Linked DNA regions of Mus musculus: all the other regions are linked to region 1. Evidence: chromatin contacts called from public HiChIP or PLAC-seq and promoter capture Hi-C data. All regions are on one chromosome and are shown on one strand. The core of a region is the stretch at or near the end of the contact, and the rest is flanking DNA. Distances in the headings are between cores, read along the strand shown.

Evidence for each region. Promoter capture Hi-C pulls out the DNA fragments that hold promoters and counts their contacts. HiChIP or PLAC-seq counts read pairs in DNA pulled down with a chosen protein or histone mark. Capture Hi-C pulls out chosen DNA fragments and counts their contacts.
Region 2: a contact with region 1 is called in a promoter capture Hi-C map of liver, with 2.3 times the contacts expected there. The contact joins the enhancer-like site here to the promoter of Upf2 in region 1. A contact is called at or near these places in 4 of 39 promoter capture datasets (the HPC-7 cell line, liver, pre-B cells and 1 more), 1 of 484 Hi-C or Micro-C datasets (liver), 3 of 115 datasets of contacts at active chromatin or transcription factors (bone marrow-derived macrophages, embryonic stem cells and pro-B cells) and 1 of 9 other capture datasets (liver).
Region 3: a promoter capture Hi-C map of neural stem cells shows a contact between it and region 1. The contact joins the enhancer-like site here to the promoter of Upf2 in region 1. A contact is called at or near these places in 4 of 39 promoter capture datasets (the 3T3-L1 cell line, hippocampal neurons, neural stem cells and 1 more), 1 of 484 Hi-C or Micro-C datasets (CD4 T cells) and 2 of 115 datasets of contacts at active chromatin or transcription factors (bone marrow-derived macrophages and differentiating embryonic stem cells).
Region 4: a promoter capture Hi-C map of pre-B cells shows a contact between it and region 1, with 3 times the contacts expected there. The contact joins the enhancer-like site here to the promoter of Upf2 in region 1. A contact is called at or near these places in 7 of 39 promoter capture datasets (the C10 cell line, the HPC-7 cell line, embryonic stem cells and 3 more).
Region 5: an HNF4G HiChIP or PLAC-seq map of pancreatic cancer cells shows a contact between it and region 1. The contact joins the enhancer-like site here to the promoter of Upf2 in region 1. A contact is called at or near these places in 1 of 39 promoter capture datasets (the HPC-7 cell line) and 2 of 115 datasets of contacts at active chromatin or transcription factors (bone marrow-derived macrophages and pancreatic cancer cells).
Region 6: a contact with region 1 is called in a promoter capture Hi-C map of pancreatic islet. The contact joins the promoter of Echdc3 here to the promoter of Upf2 in region 1. A contact is called at or near these places in 4 of 39 promoter capture datasets (the C10 cell line, the HPC-7 cell line, HPC-7-derived erythroid cells and 1 more), 1 of 484 Hi-C or Micro-C datasets (the HL-1 cell line), 4 of 115 datasets of contacts at active chromatin or transcription factors (embryonic stem cells, extraembryonic endoderm stem cells, pancreatic cancer cells and 1 more) and 2 of 9 other capture datasets (adipose tissue and pancreatic islet).

What each region holds. Positions count from the first base shown.
Region 1 is chr2:5,949,707-5,953,520 of GRCm38.p6, forward strand. It overlaps Upf2 (UPF2 regulator of nonsense transcripts homolog (yeast)), which reads left to right and starts at 1,763. Exons shown (of 22, transcript NM_001081132.1): 1 at 1,763-1,847.
Region 2 is chr2:5,454,162-5,457,975 of GRCm38.p6, forward strand. The region is part of intron 2 of Camk1d (calcium/calmodulin-dependent protein kinase ID); the gene reads right to left. Among named protein-coding and RNA genes, the nearest start is that of Gm36853, 26 kb to the right of the region's middle. Within about 2 kb of position 2,175, at least 13 of the 459 cell types and tissues checked have an H3K27ac peak or open chromatin away from gene starts, as enhancers often do. A contact at or near this core is called in liver, where this site is marked.
Region 3 is chr2:6,403,484-6,407,297 of GRCm38.p6, forward strand. All of the region lies in intron 5 of Usp6nl (USP6 N-terminal like), which reads left to right. Among named protein-coding and RNA genes, the nearest start is that of Gm13388, 32 kb to the right of the region's middle. Within about 2 kb of position 1,893, at least 33 of the 459 cell types and tissues checked have an H3K27ac peak or open chromatin away from gene starts, as enhancers often do. A contact at or near this core is called in bone marrow-derived macrophages and neural stem cells, where this site is marked.
Region 4 is chr2:6,374,298-6,378,111 of GRCm38.p6, forward strand. All of the region lies in intron 2 of Usp6nl (USP6 N-terminal like), which reads left to right. Among named protein-coding and RNA genes, the nearest start is that of Usp6nl, 53 kb to the left of the region's middle. Within about 2 kb of position 1,999, at least 54 of the 459 cell types and tissues checked have an H3K27ac peak or open chromatin away from gene starts, as enhancers often do. A contact at or near this core is called in pre-B cells, where this site is marked.
Region 5 is chr2:6,358,074-6,361,887 of GRCm38.p6, forward strand. The region is part of intron 2 of Usp6nl (USP6 N-terminal like); the gene reads left to right. Among named protein-coding and RNA genes, the nearest start is that of Usp6nl, 37 kb to the left of the region's middle. Within about 2 kb of position 1,863, at least 47 of the 459 cell types and tissues checked have an H3K27ac peak or open chromatin away from gene starts, as enhancers often do. A contact at or near this core is called in bone marrow-derived macrophages and pancreatic cancer cells, where this site is marked.
Region 6 is chr2:6,211,203-6,215,016 of GRCm38.p6, forward strand. Echdc3 (enoyl Coenzyme A hydratase domain containing 3) reads right to left here and starts at 1,792. Exons shown (of 5, transcript NM_024208.4): 1 at 1,589-1,792. The coding sequence starts at 1,758. All of the region lies in intron 1 of A230108P19Rik (RIKEN cDNA A230108P19 gene), which reads left to right.

The sequences.
Region 1 (3,814 bases), core at 513-3,012:
CCACACCACCAGATCTGGAGCAGGGTAAGACAGACAAAATAAGAAAAGGAGACCTGCGACTTGGAAGTGGTCCTCAGTTGTGTGTTATAGAAAAAGCTTCTCGGGCTGTAGAGATGGCTCAGTGGTTAAGAGCACTGACTGCTCTTCCAGAGGTCCTGAGTTCAAATCCCAGCAACCACATGGTGGCTCACAACCATCCGTAATGAGATCTGACACCCTCTTCTGGTGCATCTGAAGACAGCTACAGTGTACTTAGGTATAATAATAAATAAATATTAAAAAATAAAAAAAGCCGGGCGTGGTGGCGCACGCCTTTAATCCCAGTACTCCGGAGGCAGAGGCAGGCGGATTTCTGAGTTTGAGGCCAGCCTGGTCTACAAAGTGAGTTCCAGGATAGCCAGGGCTACACAGAGAAACTCTGTCTCGAAAAACAAAAAACAAAAAGCTTCTCATAATTACTTATCAATGGCATAGAGTGGCAGCATTCACCTCTCCCTCCTTCGGTGCCCTTTACGTGATTGACCTATTGGTTGTTTTGAACAAGAAAAAATTAACCCAGGAGGTGCACAATTTGAAAGAGAATTTACTTGCTAATAATGAAGTGGGCAGGGAGAAAGCAAATGGGCAAAGGCTGAATAAAAAGGGGGCAAAGACATCTCAAGCACTAAGGTTGGTAGCAGATCATTGTACGGGCTTGAACACTGATGAATCCAGACTTGTTTTGCACCTTTGTTCCTTTGGCTATGGGCCAACCAGAGCAGAACCATATGTACATCTAAGCAGACCACAATCTGAACACGAATCGGAGGTCAGAAGCACATTATATCCACTTGGGAAAACAGGTTGAGCAGCTGATAATGCACTTCACAGTCAATTTGGTTCAAGTTCGTAACCCCATCCCTTTAAAAACGGGGCGATTTCATTCCACTGTGAAAGTTATAATACTTACAATAGAGGGCTTTCTATATTTTCCAAATGGGAAAAGCCTTGATTGCTCTCTATTTTAGCTGTTTTTCATGTCCAACACCTTAAACCGGTTCTGGAAATTCCCCCACCAGTCTACTCTACCTCTACCTTCCTCAACAGCCATGTTCTTTAGCTTTTCGATTTTTTAAACCTTCAACCTTTCGGTATTAGTCCAATCAAAGTTTGCCTTCTTGAACCCGTTCCTCACGTTCGCATCAGGCAACCTTCGGAGAACTAAGTTACCAACCTTGACCTCGACAGCGCCCCGTAATTCTACTATCCCACCACTCTTCTATGCCTCCTTAGAGTTCCGCCCCGTCTCATTCTCGCTCCCCCCACCCCCGCCCCCAGCCGTGAATCGCTTGCGCCTGCGCATCTCCAATTCAGGCGCTTTCCCTTTCCTGACGACCAATCCACTTCCCGCCTCCGGTCCTTGGAACACTCCTCCCCTCTGCTGGGGCCCTGATTGGAGGTGCTGGAAGCGGTTGTCCTATTCATTGCCTGTACATAAAAATTTACAGATAGGAGAATTTCAACGAATATCTGAAGGAGAAGCACATCCTCGAGATTAGGTATAGATTGATCACTTCTTAACCCAGACGAGGGATTGAACACATAGCGAGGGACCGGAGACGAAGGTCCATTTGGACTAGGCAGTCGTGCGGGCAGCCTTTTCCTTTTCCCTCTGCGCTCCGCCCCGCCCCCCTAGCAGCCCGGCCGCGTTGGTGAGTGGCGGGCGGGCGGGCCGACGGGCGGAGGGAGGAGGGGAGCGGAGGGAAGGCGGGCCCTCGTCTGCGAGAGCGGCGGGGGGAGGGGAGGGGAGCCCGAGCGCTGGAGTTGGTGCTGGGAAACCCGGGGCTAATGTTGACAACAGGCACTAGGTGAGTTCCGGGGATCCTCCTTCCCCCTCCACTCCGACGATAGGGACGAGCTGGTGCGGAGGGCTACCGGTCCGGACTCCTGCTCCCCGAGGGACCCGAGAGGCGACTCCGCACTCCAGCTCTCCGGGGGCGGCGAGCAGTGGAGGGACGAGCGGATCGGACGTCGTCCTCCTCAGACCCCTCTCCCGGAGGCTCCGGTCAATGTGGGGGGGATGTCTCGGCCCGGCCGAGGCCGGCGTGAGGGGCGATAGAAGAGGTGTCTGCCCCGCATGCCTGGGCCCAGCGTCGGGGCTGGAGGCGGAGGAGCCTGCCGTGGAGGGGGAAGGTGTTCGGGGGCGTGGAAGAGTGCGAGGAGAGGCTTGGGGCGAGCTCGGCGGTCCGGAGGGAAGCGTGGACGAGGGAGCGGGGAAGATGTGGAGTAGGCAGTCGAGCTGGAGAGGCTGCAGTCTGAGGGAGTGTGGGATGAGAAGTTAGGCTTGGGGCTTAGATGTCCCCACGGAATAGGAGTTGTGGACGGGAAGTGTGTCAATGGTGGGACCCTGAGACCCAGCGGGGGTTTGTGGGAGATTTGTGGGTGATGCGTGTGCAGGGGAAGAGGCTTGGAGCGGACCTGCGGATGGGGGGCAACGGGGCTGTTCGGGTTTACTTCCTTTTAATCAGGTAGGATGGTTGACTGTTCGACTCGAACTCAAGGCTTTCATTACTTCCCTTACAAGCAAGTACTGTTGAACTAAAGAGAAGCCTAGCAGAGGCTGCTTACAGGTTTGGGGGTACGCATGGAAGCGAATAGCCTTGCTCTTAGAAAACCTTAAATGTACCGATTGACACATTAGATGAAAATAAGACTGTTACTGACCCTTCTCATTTGTCATAGTTTTTAGGGGTTCATAAAAGTCGTACAGATCGTCAGGAAAGCCACTTTTGAGCTGTGGTGAAATCTCTGAAAAAATTTGAATAAGTCTCGTACATATATAAGGATTTTGTAAAAGAATAAACTCAGAAACCGGAAGATATCTCTGTGCTGTTCTACCTTTAGAACATTTTGAGTTCAAAACACAGACTTGAAAGGTAAACCAGCATTCTCTTACTCTGTAGTGTTTTCAGAGCAGTCTGATTGTGATTTCATACATAGACCATATGGTACTTAGCAAACTTATAGCTGTATTAGGGGACACCTCCGTTCTCTGTCCTCTCTCCAGGACACTGCATTAGAGTCTGTCTTACTAGTAAAACAGTTTTTACTTTCTTTTGGAAGTTTAGAATGTACTTAGAAAGGCAACTAAAATAATACAGACCAAGTGCCGGGAGCGGTATTTTGGGAGCTAGAAAGGTGGTTTTCAATCATACTTTCCTTTTAAGGGCTGTCTGAGTACTTAGCAGAGTAGTTTGTAAAAGTTGATTCTATTTCAATTTCAAGACCACTAATTTTTATATTCACTTCTTTAATATAATATTACATGGGAAATTTGGAGACACTCTAGGTGAATTATTTAGCTGTTATTAAATAAGAATCTAGTGCTTTTATTAGATTTAATTTATTGAATTTAAATTGACAGATTACAAGTGTATTGTCATTGGATTTGTGTTTCTTTTCTCTTCTCTTCTCTTCTCTTCTCTTCTCTTCTCTTCTCTTCTTTCTTTCTTTGTTTTTTGAGACAGGGTTTCTCTGTCTAGCCCTGGCTGTCCTGGAACTCACTCTGTAGACCAGGCTGGCCTCGAACTCAGAAATCCGCCTGCCTCTGCCTCCCAAGTGCCGGGATTAAAGGCATGCGCTACCACTGCCCAGTTTTGTGTTTGTTTGCTAGTGTACTTGGTTTACACAGTCCTGTGAGTGTGAACATAGTGGAAACGAGCCCTGGGTAGCTACGGAAGCACTTGGGTAGTGTTGGGCAGCTTGTATTGTCTAACACTCAGCGTAACCCTGAAGCTTGGAGGGTAGAGCCCCATAGTCTGTTTAATCCTAAAGA
Region 2 (3,814 bases), core at 925-3,424, 500 kb before region 1:
CCAGCCACACGGCCAGCCCGTTACTCCCCCTTAGGGGAGTGAGAAACATTGACAAGTTCCACCTGGTCACCTGCAACGCTTGTTTGTAATATTTCTTAGGCAAGCTTGGCAAGACTACTGCTTTGTGGTAGTATTGTTGCCTTTTTGGTACCTGTTTTGAAGAATAATATATGTGCCCAGGGCACTTGGACCCTGAGAACAGACACTTGGAGACTTGGAGGCCATTAAGGTGTTCAGTGTTCTTGGAAGAGAGGCAAACCCCTCAGGGGGGTTTATTAGCTCTGCTTGATGTGGGCATGGAGTATCCAAAGCACCTTCTAAGCTGGGTTCACGTTCCCTGTGGATGTGTAAATGTGAATACTGCAGCCTCGCCTGTATGGGATACTGTTGCCGACATAGATCAGGCCTCGACTTCATCCACCCCTCACACTGAAGGCTTGAGTTCGCAAAGCTTCCCCTCGCCAACACTGCTTTAAACTCACATGGAGGAAGGGGTAAAAACAACGCCTGGGGCAAAATTCTTGTTTCCATTTTCTGCCCTCCCTCCAAAACCCATTATTTTCTCGTCACTGATGAGCCACATTCACACCACTCTTGGTTTCACAGACCCCAGGATGACTTCAGACTATTAGCTGCCTAAGCACAGGCTCAGAAACATGGCCCAACAGGAGGCAGGACCTTCCACAGGACCACAGAGACCCAGGCGTCCTGAGAAGAGGAGGTCCCAGGGCGACCGCCTCTTTTCACAGGAGATGCAAGGCAGCTGGGACCCGAGTACGATCATAGGCATTCTGACAAAGCAGATGGAATAGGGTGACATTTATTTAGAGAGCAGTTAGCGAACTGTCAAATAAAAAAATGAAGAAGAAGAGAAGCAGAGCAGAGGGAAGTCTGTTTTGAACACTTGCCTAATGCCTGTGGCTTTGCAGACTTAGAGGACCAACGTTCCCACTGCGACAGGCCTTGGTGTTCTAGGAATGTGCCCACACTGGATCCAAGCTGCTGGATCCGCTGTTCCTTGACTTTTGCATTTTGGTAATTAATGATGTCACCCAGTCTGTCTGGGTCAGACCAGGCTGCAGAGAACCTGGCACATTCTAATGAGTGAGAACCTCTTTCAGGCAACTATATGTCAGGTATTAATGAGCATGTTTCGTGATTAGCTCTATGTTTGTTTTTAATCTCATATCTGTTTTTCTTATCATTTCCATTGAGTGTACAAGAAGCACAAGGTCCTCTGTTCTTTTTTGGGAAAGTAGCAGCGAGTTTCTTTGGAGCTGAGATTAGCGTCGCGATTAGAATCGGGTTTTGCTTTGTCCCAGAGTTTTCAAAAGAAGCTTGCTACAGACCTCACCTCTTGGCTTCGCAGTACCGGGTGGCTGAGTGTGCTGAAGCAGTTCTGAGTTTATAGTTTGGTGGTGCCCTGATAATAAAAGACCAGGACCCAAAGGATATTAGCTCTTAGGAAGTATCTCAGGGCCAGCTTAAGCACTGCTTACAACATACTCAGGACACTATAAACAGTTTGTGAAAAATCAACTGGCTGCTATTCACCTAGATTTCTAGAAATCCCATGGGGGTGGCACCAAGAAGACTGTTCAATTGGTAAGGTGCTTGCTTTGCAAGCTTAAAGCCATGAGTTCAAGTCCCAGAGTACATATTAAAGCAACAACAAAACAGGAATGGCAGCCCAGGTTTGTATTCCCATCACTAGGGAAATGGAGACAGGCCAATGCAGCTGACCCAGCCTACTTGGAATATCAAGGCAAGCAGAAGCCCTGTGTCAAAAAGCATAGTAAATGGGTGACCAAGAAACAAAACCTCAAAGCTATCCTCTGGTCTTTTCTCTCTCTCTCTCTCTCTCTCTCTCTCTCTCTCTCTCTCTCTCTCTCTCTCTCTTGCTTGTGTGTGTGTGTGTGTGTGTGTGTGTATACAAACATACAGACACACGCACACACACCAGAGAGAGGGGGAGGGGAGAGAGAGAAATTTCAGAGTTTCAAGAGAAATTCATAACTTAACAGTCCCATGAGGAAAGGGGACATAAAACCAAGCTGCCATATGGAACCCTGACAATGACACCCAGGGAACCAGACAAGAGGAGTGTGACACTCACTGCTCTCCTGTTCAGCAGAGCAGCTGGCAGACTCAGATGATCACAGTCTGTAAGCCAAAAGCCAAGGTGATCTGGGCCAGGCTGAGGTCACACACAGGCCACTGGGTGCAGTGGCAGTGCCTTACCTTATCACAGCAGCCAGGCAGAAAGATCTTTGCCTCCCTGAGCACCAGACGTCATTACACCCACTTTCCCTGGTGTTTTCCTATCTTGTTTTTATGGTCTTCTGGTTTCCCAAATATTTTAGAAAATTCAGTGCAGACCCTGAGACCACCAACGTATCTATTGTCTGCACTAGCAGAATTTACCATAGACAATGTAAAATCAGAAGTCAAAAATTCACACTGATACATAGTGTACTTCCCTGTCTAGGTACTGGATTCTGTTCAACAGCTTTAAAACATGTTCTGCTATCAGGGCTCTATGATAGGGTATTTGCCTAGCACAGGCAAGACTCTGGGTTTGATTCCCAGCAAAACCACCACCAATAAAACAATCTACTACTAAAAACTAAAGACAAGACAAACAAAATAAACAGAGGGAAGGGAGTAATATTGATAAAACAATTTAGAAATTCAATTTAAAAACTATGCCCCAAGACAGTTGTTACTGATACATTTCAATACAAAGGCAAGTTCTGCCCTAATTCTCAAAAAGTTATCTTCAAGGATTGGGAGATGGCTCAGTGGATAATGTGCTTGCTGTGTAAGCACAAGGTCTTGAGTTCAGATACCCAGGACCCTTGTCAAACCTGGGCATGGTAGTGTGTCTAACTGGGGAAGTAGAAACAGGTGAGTCCATGCAGTCCACTGGTCAGTCAGGCTAGCTGAACCAGTGCTCAAGTTCAGAGAATGACACTGGGTCTGGCTTGAGCTCCTAAAACCCCAAAGCTCACCTCCATTGACACACTTCCTACAAGACCACACCTCCTAATCCTTCTCAAGTAGTATTACTCCCTGATGACTGAGCAGTCAAATATATGAGCCTATGTGGCCACTCTTATTCAACCATCACACTATGGGGAGGCTCCAGGTTCATAAGAGATCTTGCCTCAAAAAATAACATAGAGAACAGTAGAGCAAGACATGTGATGTTAACCTCTGACCTACAGACAGACAGACAGACAGACAGACAGATAAGAGAGAGAGAGAGAGAGAGAGGGAGAGAGAGGTTGGGGTTCTTTTAAATCCCCCCTCTTATTTAGGATTTATTTAAAACCCAACAGTAATTTTAAATAATTTCAAGAAGCCAGCAATACAACTATGAGGATAGGGAAGAGGTGAGGAGATGCCAATACACATAAACAAATGCATATGCCTGTATGGAAATTTTCCACCCCTTAAGCTCACACGCACAATGCTGTGGCAGGTGAATGGCCAGCCGCACTTATTCCACTGCAGGTAGAGAACATGGCAGGCAAAAGAATCAAAGAACACTTGAGGGGTAAGAAGCAGAAACCATACAGAAAGGAGCCTTAGAAAAACTAGGTCACCTCTGAGGATCAAGGTCATCAGGAAGAATCGGGAAGCTATGGGAGGACTTACGAGTGACATGGCTCATCTGAGACAATTAAGGGAGAAACCTGGGGACTCAAGACTGGCAGTGTGGGGATCTGCTCGAAGGATGTGGAGGTGGAGAGACCATCTAGTGTTCGTTCATTTTTTGGTTTTGTTTATATATTTTTCCTGTTTAATTCTC
Region 3 (3,814 bases), core at 643-3,142, 450 kb after region 1:
CCCAGAGCACAGCCTGCAGGCCTTCCGGAGAAGGCAGGGCAAAATCCAAAGCAGGGAGTCTGCAGCGGTTTCCAGGTCCCCCTCTGCTTACCCTAGCACTGTCCGCGCAGCGCCTAGCAAAGCAGGGAGTCTGCAGCGGTTTCCAGGCCCCTCTCTGCTTACCCTAGCACTGTCCGCGTACCGCCTAGCACCGAGGGAGGGAACTGGGATCCACAGGTCTGCCCTTTTCTCTGGGCACCTGCCAGACAGAGAGGGGAAAAGTGGAGCCTGGGATGGATGGAGCCTGGTTTGATTCCAGAGTTTGGAGGGGCTGCAGGAGAGAAGGCCTTCCTCTGGAGTTCTAGGTGGGGCTCTTTAAGATGAAGGCCTTCCTTGCAGCGATCCACTTATTCATACTGGTTTATTTGATGGTGGGTGTGAATGTACACACTTTATTCTGGGTGAACCGGGGATTAAATACCCTTTTTGGGAAGGAATTCCCCGGAAGAGAAGTTCATTACGGGGCGGGGTGGGATGGGGTGGGGGAAGCTATCTAGATACTTCATTAGCATAGAGAACTCCAGGTGTTTATGTAGTGATCTAGTGCCTGTGTCCTCAGTGGCGGGTCAGGGCTGCCTGTTTCAGAACAGGTCCCAGGGGCTGGGCTCATTAAATCTTAGCATTCATTTGCCTGTCTGCTATCAGCATCTCACAGGCCTTGAGAGGCACAAATAGTAGAGCTTGAGGTCATCTGGTCTCCATAGAGAGTTGTAGGCTAGCAGGCCTGAAACCCTCTTCATCTTACACTAGTAAAGTGAGGACTGTTTGTATAGTTACTTGTCAGCCCTTTCCTGGGGGACAGAGGGCTCCAGTGCTTTGTTCTTTCACACACTGCACGTGCTTATTAGATGACTGTCTCGAATATTTGTTCCTGCATTTGTGATGCTTGCATAAATGTGTGTGTGTGTGTGTTCACAGCATACATGTGAGAGTTGGTTCTCTCCTTCCACCAGATGGGCACTGGGGATTGAACTCAGGTTGTTAGGTTTGGTGACCTGTGGCTCTGACTCTGCCTGTTATTTTACCAGGTCTGTGGTCTGATACCCCCCCCCCCCACAAACACACACATAAACTTAGACTCAGGCAAAGTAGTCTAAGGTTAGAAACTAGCATTCTCTAGTGTCCGCCTATACCGAGTGGCCGAGCTCTGCCGTTGCTAGACACATGATAAAGATCTATCTGTACATTGTCATTGAGTTAGGTCAGGACGAGTTGTTGCCCTGCTGAAGTTTCCACTCTGCAGTGTGCAGCTGAAGCTGTGCTCTTTGGTGCTTAGGAAGTCTAGTGTGCTGATATCTGTCTTGGCAGGTGATGGTGGCTCTGCCCATCTGTTTTGGTCTATAGTAGGGCGTTTCCCGTTTAAAATAGGGACAGTGATCCTCCCTCCCAAAAGGATTGATGTGATGCTTGCAAAGTAATTTGGGTTCCCCCAAATAGGCACTTAAACAAATAAACAAACACACTCATTATATTTATCCAGTAGAGAACAATATTAATAATGGATTATATTATTTCCTTGAGCTTATTGATGTTTTTAATAAGGAGGAAAGGGTATATAAAACTATGAATTTTCATAGCTAAAGCTATGAAATGCAGTGCAGTATTTTGCATAATATATAAAATATGAAAGCCTTCCATTTTTAAATTTTTTATTTTGTTTGTGTGTGCATATACATGCATATGTGCACATGTGCCACTGTGGTGGGCATGTGGAGGTCAGAGGACAGCTTACAGTGAGCGGTTTGTTCTCTTCTTCCTTCACTGTGTGAGTCCTGAAGGTCAGACTCCAGTCAGGCGTGGTGGATGGCCAGTGTTTTACCCTCCGCCATCTGGCCAGTCCTCCTTTATTTCTTCTGAAGAACGCCTTCGTTTTACCCTGCATCCAGGCTTACTGCTAAGTGACCGCACATTGCAGTGGCCAGGTCTCCTGTTCTTCTTATCCTCTCCTGACCTCTGCTGGTGAGATCCAGGCATGGGTGACTCCCAGCAGCATTTACTCACACGTCCTTACTGTAGGACATGGGAGGACCAAAATGTGTACTACTGTCATGCTTTGCACACTATGGAGCACCTCAGATGTTGGAGTTTCTCCTCAGTGGACAGTTGTCACAGACCTGCTACTTAGTAGCAGATTGAGTGCCCAGCTGAATTTCTTGATTAATTATTTATTTACATCCCAAATGCTGCCCCATCCCCTTCCCCCCTTCCCCTTTACTTCTGAGAGGGTGGCCCCTGGTTTATTTCCCCACCCTGGGGCATCAAGTCTCTGGGTTAGGCACATCCTTCCCCACTGACACAGGACAAGGCAGTCCTCTGCTACATGTGTAGTACTAGGGGCCTCAGTCCAGCCTGGGTATGGTTGGTGGCTTAGTCTCGTAGAGCTCCCTTAGATCCGGGTTAGTTGACTCTGTTGGGGTTCCTATCCCTTTCAGGGTCTTCAATCCTCCGTTTTCCCAAGGGTCCCTGACCTCTGTCCTATGTGTGGCTGTGGGTCTCTGCATCTGTTTCAGTCAGCTGCTGGGTGGAGCCTCTCAGAGGGCATTATGCTAGGTTTCTGTCTGTAAGCATAACAGAATATCATTAATAGTATCAGGGATTGCTGCTTGCCCATGGGATGGGTCTCAAGTTGGGGCAGTTAAATGGTTGGCCATTCCTTCTGTTTCTCCTTCATCTTTGTCCTTGCATTTCTTTTAGACAGGACAAATTTTGGGTTGAAATTTTTATGGGTGAGTGGGGTCCTGCCTGGCTACAGGAGGTGGCCTCTTCAGGTTCCGTGTCTGCACTGTTAGGCATCTTGAGGCCAAATCAAAGGTTCACACGACTGTTTGGGGAGCTGGAGCAGCTCACAAAAGTGCCGCACTTACTAGATCCATTTACTAAAAACAGTCCTCTGAGGAGCAGCCAAATGGAATACATGTGCATGGGGTTGGAACCAAGGGACAGAGGTTCCTTGCCCTCCTTGAGTATGAGAATCTCTTGAGCACTTCAGGTGATCACCAACCGGGAAGTTGCTCAACTCCACAGCAGAGGACTATTAATGGAGGGTCTATAACTTAGCTATGGTCAGTGTGTGAGACCTGAGTGCAGTCTTCAGCGTCATCATAGACCACTCACAGCAGAGATGAACCCTGAGACTCCAGTCACTTTCGCCTTTTTTATTCAGATTCAGACCCCAGCCAACCCCAGTTAATGTAATCCAGAACTCCCTCACAATTATGCTCTGAGCTTTGTCTGTAGTGCTCAACTAACATAGAAGTCTAAACTACACTAGAGATTATCCAAGCTATAATTTCTTTCCTTTTTCTTTTTTAAAAAAGAATTATTTATTAATTTTATGAATATGAGCACACTGTAGCTGTCTTTAGATGCACCAGAAAAAGGCATCAGATCCCATTACAGATGGTTGTAAGCCACCATGTGGTTGCTGGGAATTGAACTCGGAACCTCTGGAAGCCAGTGCTCTTAACCACTGAGCCATCTCTCCAGCCCTGGTATATTTTCTTATATGTATAGAAGAAAGAAAATCATGCTTAATGGTTCTGAAAATGGTGTGTATATGTCTTATTCTTTCAGGATACATAACATTTAAACTAATTTATGGCAAACATTAATATACAAAATGTATCTTAGAAAAGAATGACTACTTCCTGAAGTGATTTATTGGTAATTCATAGTAGTAAAAGTGGAAGTCAGAGGGCCGCCTGGCTGAGTGTGTGACCCTTTTTGCTGGCTTGTGGATTTGGATGTTTGCTGTTGGTAGAGAAGGGGCTTCTGC
Region 4 (3,814 bases), core at 749-3,248, 420 kb after region 1:
GCAAGCCAAGCACTTTATGCCCGAGCCTAAACTCTTTGTATTTCTAAAGCCGTGCTTTGTAACCGATGGCTGGAGGCGTTCAGGCTTTACAGTGCCGCGGGGCTAGGGTCAGGGATAGGGTTGCGCTTGCGTTTTTGCTTTGCTCAGGAGACTGTTATGCGCATGCGTTAGCAGCTCCGTGTATCCTCAGAGTCTGCACTGTTTGTGCTGTCATTTTGTTATGTTGATGACTTATTGTAGGTGCTGGAGAAATTTGATTTCATATAAAAAATTTGAAGCAAAATTCTGGGGAGATCCATGATTTATGACTTGTATAGATCGACTCTAGAGAGCTCATGCTATATTGCCTTAGTAAATCAAATTACTCAGAGGGGCTGGGGAGACAGCTCGGAGCGTTCATTCTTTCTGTGGACTTGGGTTTGGTTCACAGCATGCACACAGCAGTGTGTAACTGTCTCTAACTTGAGTTTTCAGGGGATCTCTTGATGTTCTCAGGCATGCAGAGCATGTAGCATGGACATACATGTAGGTAAGACATTCATATACATGAAATAAATGTTTCTTTTTTTTTTTAATTACTGAGGCTAATGCATTTTTTTTGTTTTGTTTAGTTTTTGTTGGTAATCCTCACCCCCATCCCCACCCCCACTGCCATCTCCACAGCTTTCTGTCCTGTGATAGTCAAGAAAAACAAAGCTACATTGGCAGGGACTAGCATAGCTAGGCAGTGAGGCTGACTTGCTAGGTCAGTGATTGGGTTTTCTAGTCACAGTGTCTCAGGAAAATACCCATTGATACATACTACCTCTAGGAGTTGCTGCACAGCTGGAATTGATAAATATAAAATCTTCAGATATCAAGGATGTGATGAGCACCAGAGACCTCATCTCTGTACTGTCAGCAGAAGGAAGGGAAGTGACAGAATTGAGGAAAAACCAACAAGTAGAGAATGAGGGAAAGCTGTTCAACTGAGGAGTGAGTTTAAGGCCAGAGAAAATGTCACACAGAGCTGAGGGGTCCTCAGACCTCCTACCCCCACAGCTGGAGCCATTTCTCTTGCCCATTCTTTCCAGGCATCGTCCTCAGGAGTCCAGGGCTTTGTCCTTCCCTACAGGCGCGGCTCTGCCTCCTCTGGCTGCCGTGGGCAGGTTTCCTCACTCATGGCCCACATACAAGGGTTACAACTAGATAAATTGTAGCTATTTTAAAAGTTATTTTTCAAAATTTGTCTCAGGATTAAAGTACTGGCAACTTTATTCCCATCCTGCTGGTGCCCAACAAAAATTCCTCTGTCTCAATGTGATAAGTGGGTGCATGCATGTAAATAAATGTGGTTTAAAAAAGTCTTAAGATGGACAGTGGTGGCACATGCCTTTAATCCCAGAACTTGGGAGGCAGAGGCAGGGCGGATTTCTGAGTTTGAGGCCAGCCTGGTCTACCGAGTGAGTTCCAGGATAGCCAGAGCTATACAGAGAAACCCTGTCTCGAAAAAATAAAATAAAATAAAGTAAAATAAAAAAATAAAAAGTCTTAAAATGCCCAAATAAGGACTTGTTACATTGAAGATATAGTGTCATGTACACTGTACAACAGTTCAGGCTTCTTACAGGAAGTTGTGAACTACTCATGTGTAAGTTAAGAGTTTGTCCAGGCCAACTCTAGTTTTACTTATGTGTTTGTGTAAGGGGATACATATGTATGAGAGTGTGCATGTTCATACCTGTGCATGTGGAAGCTATAGGTTAGCCTTGAGAGTATATATTTCAGGAGCCATCCACCTTGTTTTTTGAGACAGCCTCACTGGAACTTAGGACCTAGGGTCTGCCGTTCTAGCGCTGGCGTGAGCTGGGGTGACTACAAGCACACGCCCGGTGCAGCTGCTTTTTTTATGTGGGTTTCATGCTTGGAGGACAATCACTTTACCAACTGAGCCACAACTCTGCTCCTGCTCTACTTTTAATTTATTCATACTGATATTCAAAGTGATACCAAAGTTGGGTTTAAGCGGATGCTGTCTGAAGCAGCTGTGCCTTCACTGAGGCAGGGACAGTCAGCTCACGCCCTGCCCTCAAGCTTTGTGGAGGATACTGAGTTTGCTTTACGAAACTGTCTTTGTTGGGAAATACTGAAGTCTTTGTATAATATTCACATACCATAATTTGCCAGTGGTAGATATGTTAAAAATACTGCCTTTAAAGTTTGATCTTTAGAATTAAGTTTTTGCTCCAAAGAGTGTATGTGCTATATAGATATATAAAAGAGATTGGAAAGAATTGAACAAAATTACTGTAGAACTGACTTCTGTTAACTGGAGTATAAATTAGAGACAGGATATTGGGTACAAAAGCCCTTTGTGGGCGCTTTTTTTTTCCTGCCCATCAACTTGCAGTTGGAAGCTAGTAAGATATTTTTTAAAAATAAAGCTTTATTGTACTTAATGGTACATGCAGTAATACCAAACTACTTCAGTTTAACTCTTGAAGAAACTTGCATACTTGTTTATAATAAGCAGCTTCTACAAAAGTCCATCTTGTATCCTTAAAACACGTTAGCACTTTATAATGATTCCAGTGAAGGGAAACCACTTCAGCACCACGCACCTTAGAGTGTAGCGAGTCAGCATGCCGAGGAATCACGGCAGCGTCTCCTCTTACGTGGGGAGGATAGTTGCTTGTAGAAACACAACCAGAGCCTATTGCTTTGAGACTGTGGAAATCCACCAGCCCACTTCCTGGCTCCTGGGCGCTGTTTTCTTGGTGGCATATCCTTTATTTACTGGGATGTGTTCTCATGTCTCTTTACCTTCTGTGGTGCTGTGCCTTGATACACATGTTGAGCTTGGGGCTCCATGCTAACATAGTGTAAGACAAGTAGCTTTACCTCCAAGTCTCACTTTCTCATTTGAAATGTACAGTTGAGAGTTTCTGGAGCATGTAACTGGCAGTGGGGGCTGTGGCCTGAGCACGGTGGAGCTGTGTCATCTGACAGGTAGTGAGGCCCAGTTTACATGGGAGCTGATCCGAGAAGCTGCTCTTCACCAGGCCTTGCTCGCTCTGCAGCTTTATTTACCCTCCTCTGTCTCCTGAACGCAAGCGTATTTCCTTGGCTCTTGCCCTTATTTAATGTTGAGCTAATGCTGACAAGTTTTCTTGACAAACCATGGTTTGATTGCTTCTCATTTTGCTTATTCATAGAGCATGTGACAGATTTAGAAAAGCTTGCAGCCTCATTGCTTTGGTCGCAGTGTTATTCTGGAGCTTAAAAGCTGTAAGATCTCTGCAGGTTAATTAATCTAATAATGTTCCTATCTGTTTAATGACCAGTAATGATACCTATTTCATGTTTCTGATGTGAGGAGATTAGACTATACAGAATAATTAATGCTAGCTGATATTTGTGAAGCTGGCCTTTCATTGCTAACTTAATTTATCTGGTCTGTTGATGAGTGACCAGCACATTTGTATAACACTTTTGGTCCTTGTAATGTAAAGGAGATCTAACCTAGTATACAAGCCACCAAACTCAACAACTTTATTAGCATAATAGTAGCAATGGAATGTAAGTAATACCGTTGCATAATAAACACACATGTACATATTGAAATGCTTATGTATAATGTTGCTTAGAATTATTGAGTGAATTGTATTTAAAACTGCTGTGTGTTGTGAGAATTTTGAGATACCATTCTTGAGTTTAGGGGACTTTAGAGTTTATTTTTACTCTGTGTTTATGGATGTTTTGATTGCATATATGCAAGTGCAAACGTGTTTGCCATGCCCCTGAGGCCAGAAGAAGGCATTGGACTTCCTGGAAA
Region 5 (3,814 bases), core at 613-3,112, 410 kb after region 1:
GCTGTTGTTCCAATTGCAGCAGCCGTGATGTGAACTGTGAGGATGGAAGCAGTGCAGTTGGGGATAGAGAAACCCGGGCTTCTGGGCGCCAGCGGCCCCACAGCACGTGCATCAACCCTACATCTATCATCATAGAATTCTAAGTGATTTGGTATCTAATGTGGTAAAGACTAAGACAAGAAGTAAAGGTGTCACTTAAATATATAAAGCCTTTTAATGATACAGCTTTCTTTTGTGATGATATTGACATTTTTAATAAGGAGAAACACAAATATGATCATTGCAATGTGGTGGTGGGAAAATGGATGATCTGTGGTCTTGTTTTGTCATCGTGTGGCTTCATGGAAATCTGTGAATGTCTGTTTTCCAAGATCTCACATTGCTCTTAGTGTACAGAGCTTATACACCTCTTAATCTACTTTGTTTCCGAAAATAGCTTTTTTTTTTTGTTTTTGCAGTACCTTTTAGGCAACACTAGCAGTCCCTAATGCTCACTTGACTGTTTGCTTTTTGCACACACACTCATATGTATATAAAGTGAATAAATATTTCTTTGTCGTCTCAGAAAGTTAGGTTCTTGTGTAAATCTGAGTCATTTTGGGGAATTTCATGGTTCACTGCTGAGTGCTGCAGTTATGCGAGTGATTACAACAGGAAAGACCTCATAGGAGCCCAATCTCTAGACAGACAGGGCACCTGGATTTGTGTGCGTCAGGTTCTGAACAGTAAGGGTGACGCTGGGGACTGACTCCAAGAGTGTTGTGAGCGCTGAGTGGGACGTAATACTGGAAGACTGGCTGGGTCAGGCTGATACCCTGCAAGGATGACCTCTGGCCTGTCCTTAGTGTTTTGTTGAGCTCGTTACTGTTGCTTCACCGTTGTGTATGTTATGCCGGTCTCTTAGGTGGCTGATGGGTCTCCTGGTCAGCGGTTAGATACATTTCTGTGACAGCCTCTGTGGTGATTTGAGTAAGAATGGCCCTGTAGACTCATATCTGAATGGTTATGGAGTGCCATTAGGTGTGGCTTTGTTGGAGGATGTGTGTCACTGGGGGGTGTACTTTGGGGTTTCAAATGCCCAAGGCAGGCACAGTATCTGTCTTCTTCCTGCTGCCTGCTGATCGGGATGTAGAACTCCAGCTACCTCTCCAGTGCTGCTCCATAGCATAGCATACCTCCATGCTTCCCACCGCGATGAACCTGTAGGGCAGCTCAGTTAAATGCTGTCCTTTCTTAAGAGTTGCTATGGTCACAGTGTCTGTTCACAGCAGTAGAAACCCTAACTACCTAAGATAGTGCCCGTTTACTTGTATTTTGAAAACTCAAGGCAAAGCGATTTGTTTTTAAATTTAGAAATAGAACATTTGAAGTCAGAATTGTGTGTATTTTTAGGCAAAGTTAATTGATAAAAAGTTTTATCAAGGCTGTATTCAGGAGATATATTTAGTTCAGATCATATGAGCTTTTCTTTTTCTCAGAAAAATATTATCTCAGAGTCCTGAGCCTTTTATTGGCTCATTGGCTCATGTGCCATTGCGTAGACCATGGTAGAGAGCCATGGCTTAGAACTCTTTGCTTTTTCAAGGGCTACCTTTGAATTGATTACATGCTTCAATTGAGTGTGAGGGATGACCTGAAAGACTTCCTCTCGCTAGACGAACAGCATGATTCACTGGGCAGTCATGCGAGTTCCCCATGTGGCAGCCACTAGCCGCATGTGGTTATTTGAATAATTAAAATTAACTAAGACAAACGTGTGTCAGTCTCTCAGTTACATTGCACTCCACACGTGTCAGTAACTACAGTGGAGTCCGCTGACAGTGCAGAGTCGCTGGTTTCACTGCCTGTCTGGGTTTGCCTTTCAGACTTAGTGCTTACAAGGCCATGTGCCCTTGGGCAGGCTACTCAGGTTCTGGGTACTCTCTAGTTTCTTCACGGTGAAAAGGGGACAGATGTTCTTATAAGATTATTAACTCTAGAGAAAGTGAGTCAATATTTGTTAAGTGCTTAGAGCAGCACCTGGCATGCAGTAAAAAAAATGTTAAATAGGCAAATGTATCGACATTCAGATGAAAGAAAAGCTAAGTGTGGTTTTTATTTTCACATTTGTCATAGTTTAGAATACTATTTCTGTCCATGCTTTAAGCATTTCCTGTGTGCATCCCAACTTCTGGACAGAGAGCATGCCTTTGTTAGCCTGCGCCTTGCTGTTGCTGGCTTTCTACCATCCACATGTAGTCTGTTATGGGTTTTAGCTCATCGCTGCCTCTGCTTGAAGATATTTAATGCTCATGGAGCCCTCCTCTCCTCTTTAGACAGTGTGTAAACCCCCTCAGAATGTGCATTTTACTTATGCACATAGAAGTGTTCAGTGTGTGCTTGTTGAATAGAAGAACCATTCGGGTTTGAAAGGTAACCAGTATTTCTATTGATATCAAAAGTTACATATGTTCAAGTACTTTCTGAAGTGACAGGAACCCAAACCCATTCCACCATCTCTGATGGCATCTCCAAATGTGCTCTAAGCGGATCTCTGCTTCTGTCCGTGTGTCTCAGTGGAGAGGGCCCAGCCAGATCATTTCTGATTACTACCATTCACCTCCCGACAATACCATGACCCTCACCACCTTCTGGATGGCGCTTTCATACAGGATTCTGGTCCTGGCATCTCACTTCTTTAAATTATCTTCTGTGTTTTTGCTGATTGTTGTCAAACATTTACCTGTGAATGGAACACAGACACAGTCAATATCAGAAATGTGTGCCACTTAATGTAGCAAGTGAGGTTTGGTTGTTGGTTATTGAATCCACGTGGGAAAGAAGCCCATAAAACAGATTTGTAGACTGATGTTTGCCTATGGTGTATGACATGGCATGTCAACTTATTAGTATAGCACTGTGTATGTAACAGTGTTGATAGCTGCCTTGAGCTCACGTATATGAACAGGCACAGTGTGTGTACTCCCTTACATTCTGTTGCGGGAGAGTAGATTACGGCAAGATTGCAAGCACACACCGGATGTGTGGTTTGCACATGAAGACCCTTGAGCCTTAGAGACACTGAGGCACTGACTGTATCTCTGCTCTCGGGTTTTGTAAGGGCAGGCGGAGTAGAAAATAGTTGCGCACTGAGGAGCAGAGATTAGCTCCATTCGGAATGATTTTGAGTAGCTTTTTGAACACATGTCCAATAACTACCTTATAGCATGTATGTTTATAGTATCTTTTTTAAAGTACTGCTTTTTATTAAGCCGCGACTGAGTTTTGGCAAGAGTAAATTTGAAGAGAAGGCAGTGATCCATGCCTGAGCTTGCCTGGTGTTTACTTCTCTTCAGTTTACGATCAGTGATGAGTACACATACAAGTAACAGATAATTGGCAAATGTAATCAGTGGCCTAAGTACTGGGAGTGTTCAATTCTTAGCATTATTTTATGACTGAAACACAGTGCCCAGAAGACGTTATGAACATTCTCCAGAGAGTAATTTGGGTTGCAGTGAGTTATTTTATTTAGATTGGTGCTATGAATGACTGTTTGTTTGTACCACTAGCATAATATAATTTAAATGCCATTTAAATGTGCTGAAGCATCTTCATTCAAGTGACTTGTTACCCTTTGCAAATGGGCTGCCGGAGCATGGCTCTCGCCCACGTGGCAGACACCAATGCAGTGATTAATAAAGGTCGTCTACGCAGTCACGGAGAGCTTCTCGTGACTGTTACCTGTACATCTGCTGGTTTCATCTCGACAGCTCCCAGAAACATGAACAAATTATGGATGCTGGGTCTTAAAAGTATGGCGTAGATCAGTGTA
Region 6 (3,814 bases), core at 542-3,041, 260 kb after region 1:
GCACAGTTTGAAACGGGAGACTTGAAGTGACCGAGTCACACAAGTCCCCCTGCTTACCATAGTACTGTTCTAATGCTTGGCTCAGGTAGAATATTAATACATGATTCCTATCATCTATAATCAACTGGTCTCATCACCCTTCTCTTCTGATTCCCGATTCATGTTTACTTCTGAAGGACTCAGTCTTCCATCTCTTGCCAGAATTTCTGAGCAGATATGAGCAGACTTTATTTGGTGGGGGAGGGGATGCAGCCCAGGCTAGTCTCGAACTTGCTATGTAGTCCTGGAGGGCTTTGAACTCAGGTTTGTCCTGCTTCAGCCTTCCGAGTGGTGTGATTACAAGCCTGTGCTACCACACCCAGCTTATGACTATAGTATTAGTATTAGAAGCTTCTCTTTAAAAATCATAAAGGGCCGGGCAATGGTGGCGCACGCCTTTAACCCCAGCACTTCAGAGGCAGGAGCAGGCAGATTTCTGAGTTCAAGGCTAGCCTGGTCTATAGAGAGAGTTCTAGGACAGCCAGGGCTACACAGAGAAACCCTGTCTCAAAAAAAAAAAAAAAATCAGAAAGGAAGGCTCTACATTTCAGAGCCCCCTAAGGCTCTCTTTGGGAGTGTTTCTATCTCTGTTGATGGCCAAGGAGTCCACAGGAAATGGGATTGCTCTTTAGTTACTGAGCCCCACCAATGCTTAGCCCCTGTGGTGGCCACCCATGGTTGTCTGTAGGGAGTTAGGGGACAGACAGAATATGGGCACCTTGGATGGGTATCCGCAGACCTGTGTGCTAAGCTCCTTAAAGGCTGTAGTAATAGAGAGGTCTGAGGGTGAAGGGGAGGTGTGGGGAGAGCCAAAGGCCAGAGGTTGGCTCTCCATTCTTTTGGAGGACCACATAAAAGTTTGGGTGAGGATTAAAAAGTGAAACATGATCTTCTAGGGTTAAGAAGAGCTATTTACTGGAGTAGGGGGCATATCACTTAAACAGCTCCACCTGTAGCTCTTAAACAAGGAAACGTAGCTCTTCACAGCCTTGTGCTGCCCAGGCCTGAAAAGGGTCTTCATTACATCCAGGTTGTGCACGGATTCAAACAAAACTTTAAGGCTTTTAGGTTTGTGGCACAAGGGGGCAGAGATCAGGGCATGTGCCCTGTATCCTTACTTATTGACCTCCCCCACCCTGCATTTCAGCATGCCCTTAACCCTGGAGCCTGCTGATTTTGTTTGTAAGGGCATGGATCTTTTGTGATAGGCTTTCTTGGAGGTCATGGCAACGGCTGTTGCGATAGATGTGTGCTCATGCCAGCAGAAATGTTCAGAAACGACTGGGCAACTGGGCACGGTAGCCGTGTTAGGGGGCCACCAGGAAGTTTTCACTTACAACCCTCACATGTGCCTCGTATTAGTGTGCACAGGGAAGGGACACCTGTAAACTCAGTATGCAAGGATTCCTCCACCAAAGATGTCATCTTTTCGAGATGAAATCGAAAAGAACAGTGACAAATAACTCAGGATTAGTGGCGGCAAGGCCTGTTGATCCCGAGTCCTGGCTCCCAACTCCAGGGAGAGCCCTGGCACTGCCTGCAGGCTGACCTGATTCCGTCCTGCTGTCGCGTGCTGGTGAGCCTTGGCTCTGACTCCGACCCCGCAGGTCCTGCTGACCCTGGGCTGCAGAAGCCGGCGGAGAGAGGGGCCCATGGGTTGCGCCTGAGCCAGCTGGGCCACTTCACCCCAAAGGCCCGAAGGCCTGCGACCACAGCCATTGCAGCCAAGAAAAGCAAGGTTGACTGTGCAAGCAGCCTAGGCCTCGGGTTTTTCCCTTTTAGACCTGGTCACTCAGAGCCCCGCCTTCAGGGCCCCACCCCCAAAGCCCTGCCCCGGTGTCCTTCTCCTGGAGCCACGCCCCCAAACCCGGGCTGCGAAACTAGTGGAGCGGGGCGGGTGGGGTGGAGGGGCTCGGGGCCCTGCCCTGGGTGTAGGTCACAGAATGAAACTCATTTGCCAGAGCCAGTGATTTGTTTGATTTAGTCAGGCTGTGAAGGAGTTTAAGGGAGGGGAGAACTGGGTTGGCTCGTTTCTTTGTGTAGCGACACCAGGAATGTGCCGGATGTTGTGAAATGAGTGTCATCCGGTGATGAGTGGCAGGAGCTATGTACCACATTGCTGCGCCCACGCCTCCCACAGGAAACTCTCCTATGCCTTGTGGGTGATCCTGGATCACAAGGAGTGTTTAGCCTACTATAACTTTGAATGTTTTGCATCTTCCCGTGCAGACGCGGGAGACCGGTATTTATAGCTTGGGCTTTCCACATTCGCCCAGGGGAAGCCTGGAATCCGTTTCAGGATCCCAGTGGCTAGATGAGAGGCATATCCTACAGTGAAAGGCTTTTAAGTAAATCCTTGCGGTGTGGTAATTCTTGCAAATGTGGGTATTTGTGGGAGACACAGAATAAATAATCTTAGCTCTTAAGATCTTGTTGCTTCTAGAGGGAGGTGCCATCCCAGGAGCCCGAACTCTTTCCCAATGGGTTCTGCAAGGATAACAGTATATACAAGATATACAGTATATACAATACATTCATTAAATCTCAGAAAGTAAAAAGATTTACAAGGGTGTCCTATAAGATGACCAACCTGCAAGGCATTGAAGGGGCATCAGGGATGCAGCCTCTGTGAGTCTTATGTGTGCTGCTGTGGGATTTTAATCCATGCAGCTGCCTTTGAGTCTTTTGTGCTCCTGCAAGTAGCTCCTCACCCCTACCTACAGAGGTAACCCCAGTAGACTTACCGGTTCCCTAAGCTAGCCTTGGGTAGAATCGTTTCTTTGCTCTGTGGATGTCATCCTAGAAAAAGTCACACAAGGGGCTTGTTTTTTCCTTTTGTTTTGAAACGGGGTTTCTCTATGTAGTCTTGGCTGTCCTGGAACTTGGGTAGCCTCAAACCCACAGAGATCCACTTGCCTCTGCCTCGTGAGTGCCGGGATTAAAAGCATATACCGTCACTGCCCACTGCGAAGCTGTCATCCTCAGCTTTATAACAGGACAAAACAGTGTATAAGGTGATATTTCAAAATATCATTGAAGACTCTCCCACTACCCTTCACCCCTCCATTTCCTTGACTGTTGTTCTATCTAAAAAGCTAGATTATTCTTTGTTTCTGTGAAGAAACCCAGAATCCAGAAGAATCCAGCTGGTTAGAGGGTTGCAATTCTTGACCTCTGGGTTTTTAAAGCTTGACTCGTAGGGATGGAAGGCTACAAAGCAAGCATAATAAATTAGACTTGCCTTGATAGAGCTGGCCTATGAGTTTTGAAATGATCTCCCTGACCTCGGTGGTGTGATGTGACCACTGAGTAGCAGGTAGCTGCAGGAGTTACCCTTCAGGTCGTGCGTGTTAAGAGTACCAGGCAGATGCTAAGGTTGGGTGCCAGAGGGGGAGGTCTGTGGGGGGCCAGGTGGCTCAGAACAAGCTTTCAGCCAGACTAAGGTTTGGGGCAAGTGTAGGGCAAGAAGAGCCTATGAGAAAGGGAAGAAGAAGGTGATTATTATGGGAAAGAGAGCTAGCCAAGGTTTCCCTAGCTGAGAATGGAATAGTGAGAGCCTCAGCTAGGATAGAGGCAGTGGGATCCTTTTTCTTTGGTAGACTCTCAGAGAAGATACAAGATCCCAGTGTCAGGGCAGATAGGCCTGGACACCACGCAGGGTTTCTTGTGGCCTGGTGTGCTGCTGTTGCTACAGAATGCTCCCTGTATTCTAAGAAGGGCTTGGAAATAGTATATAGAACGACATGTTGAAAACAAGGTACTGGGGCTGGAGAGA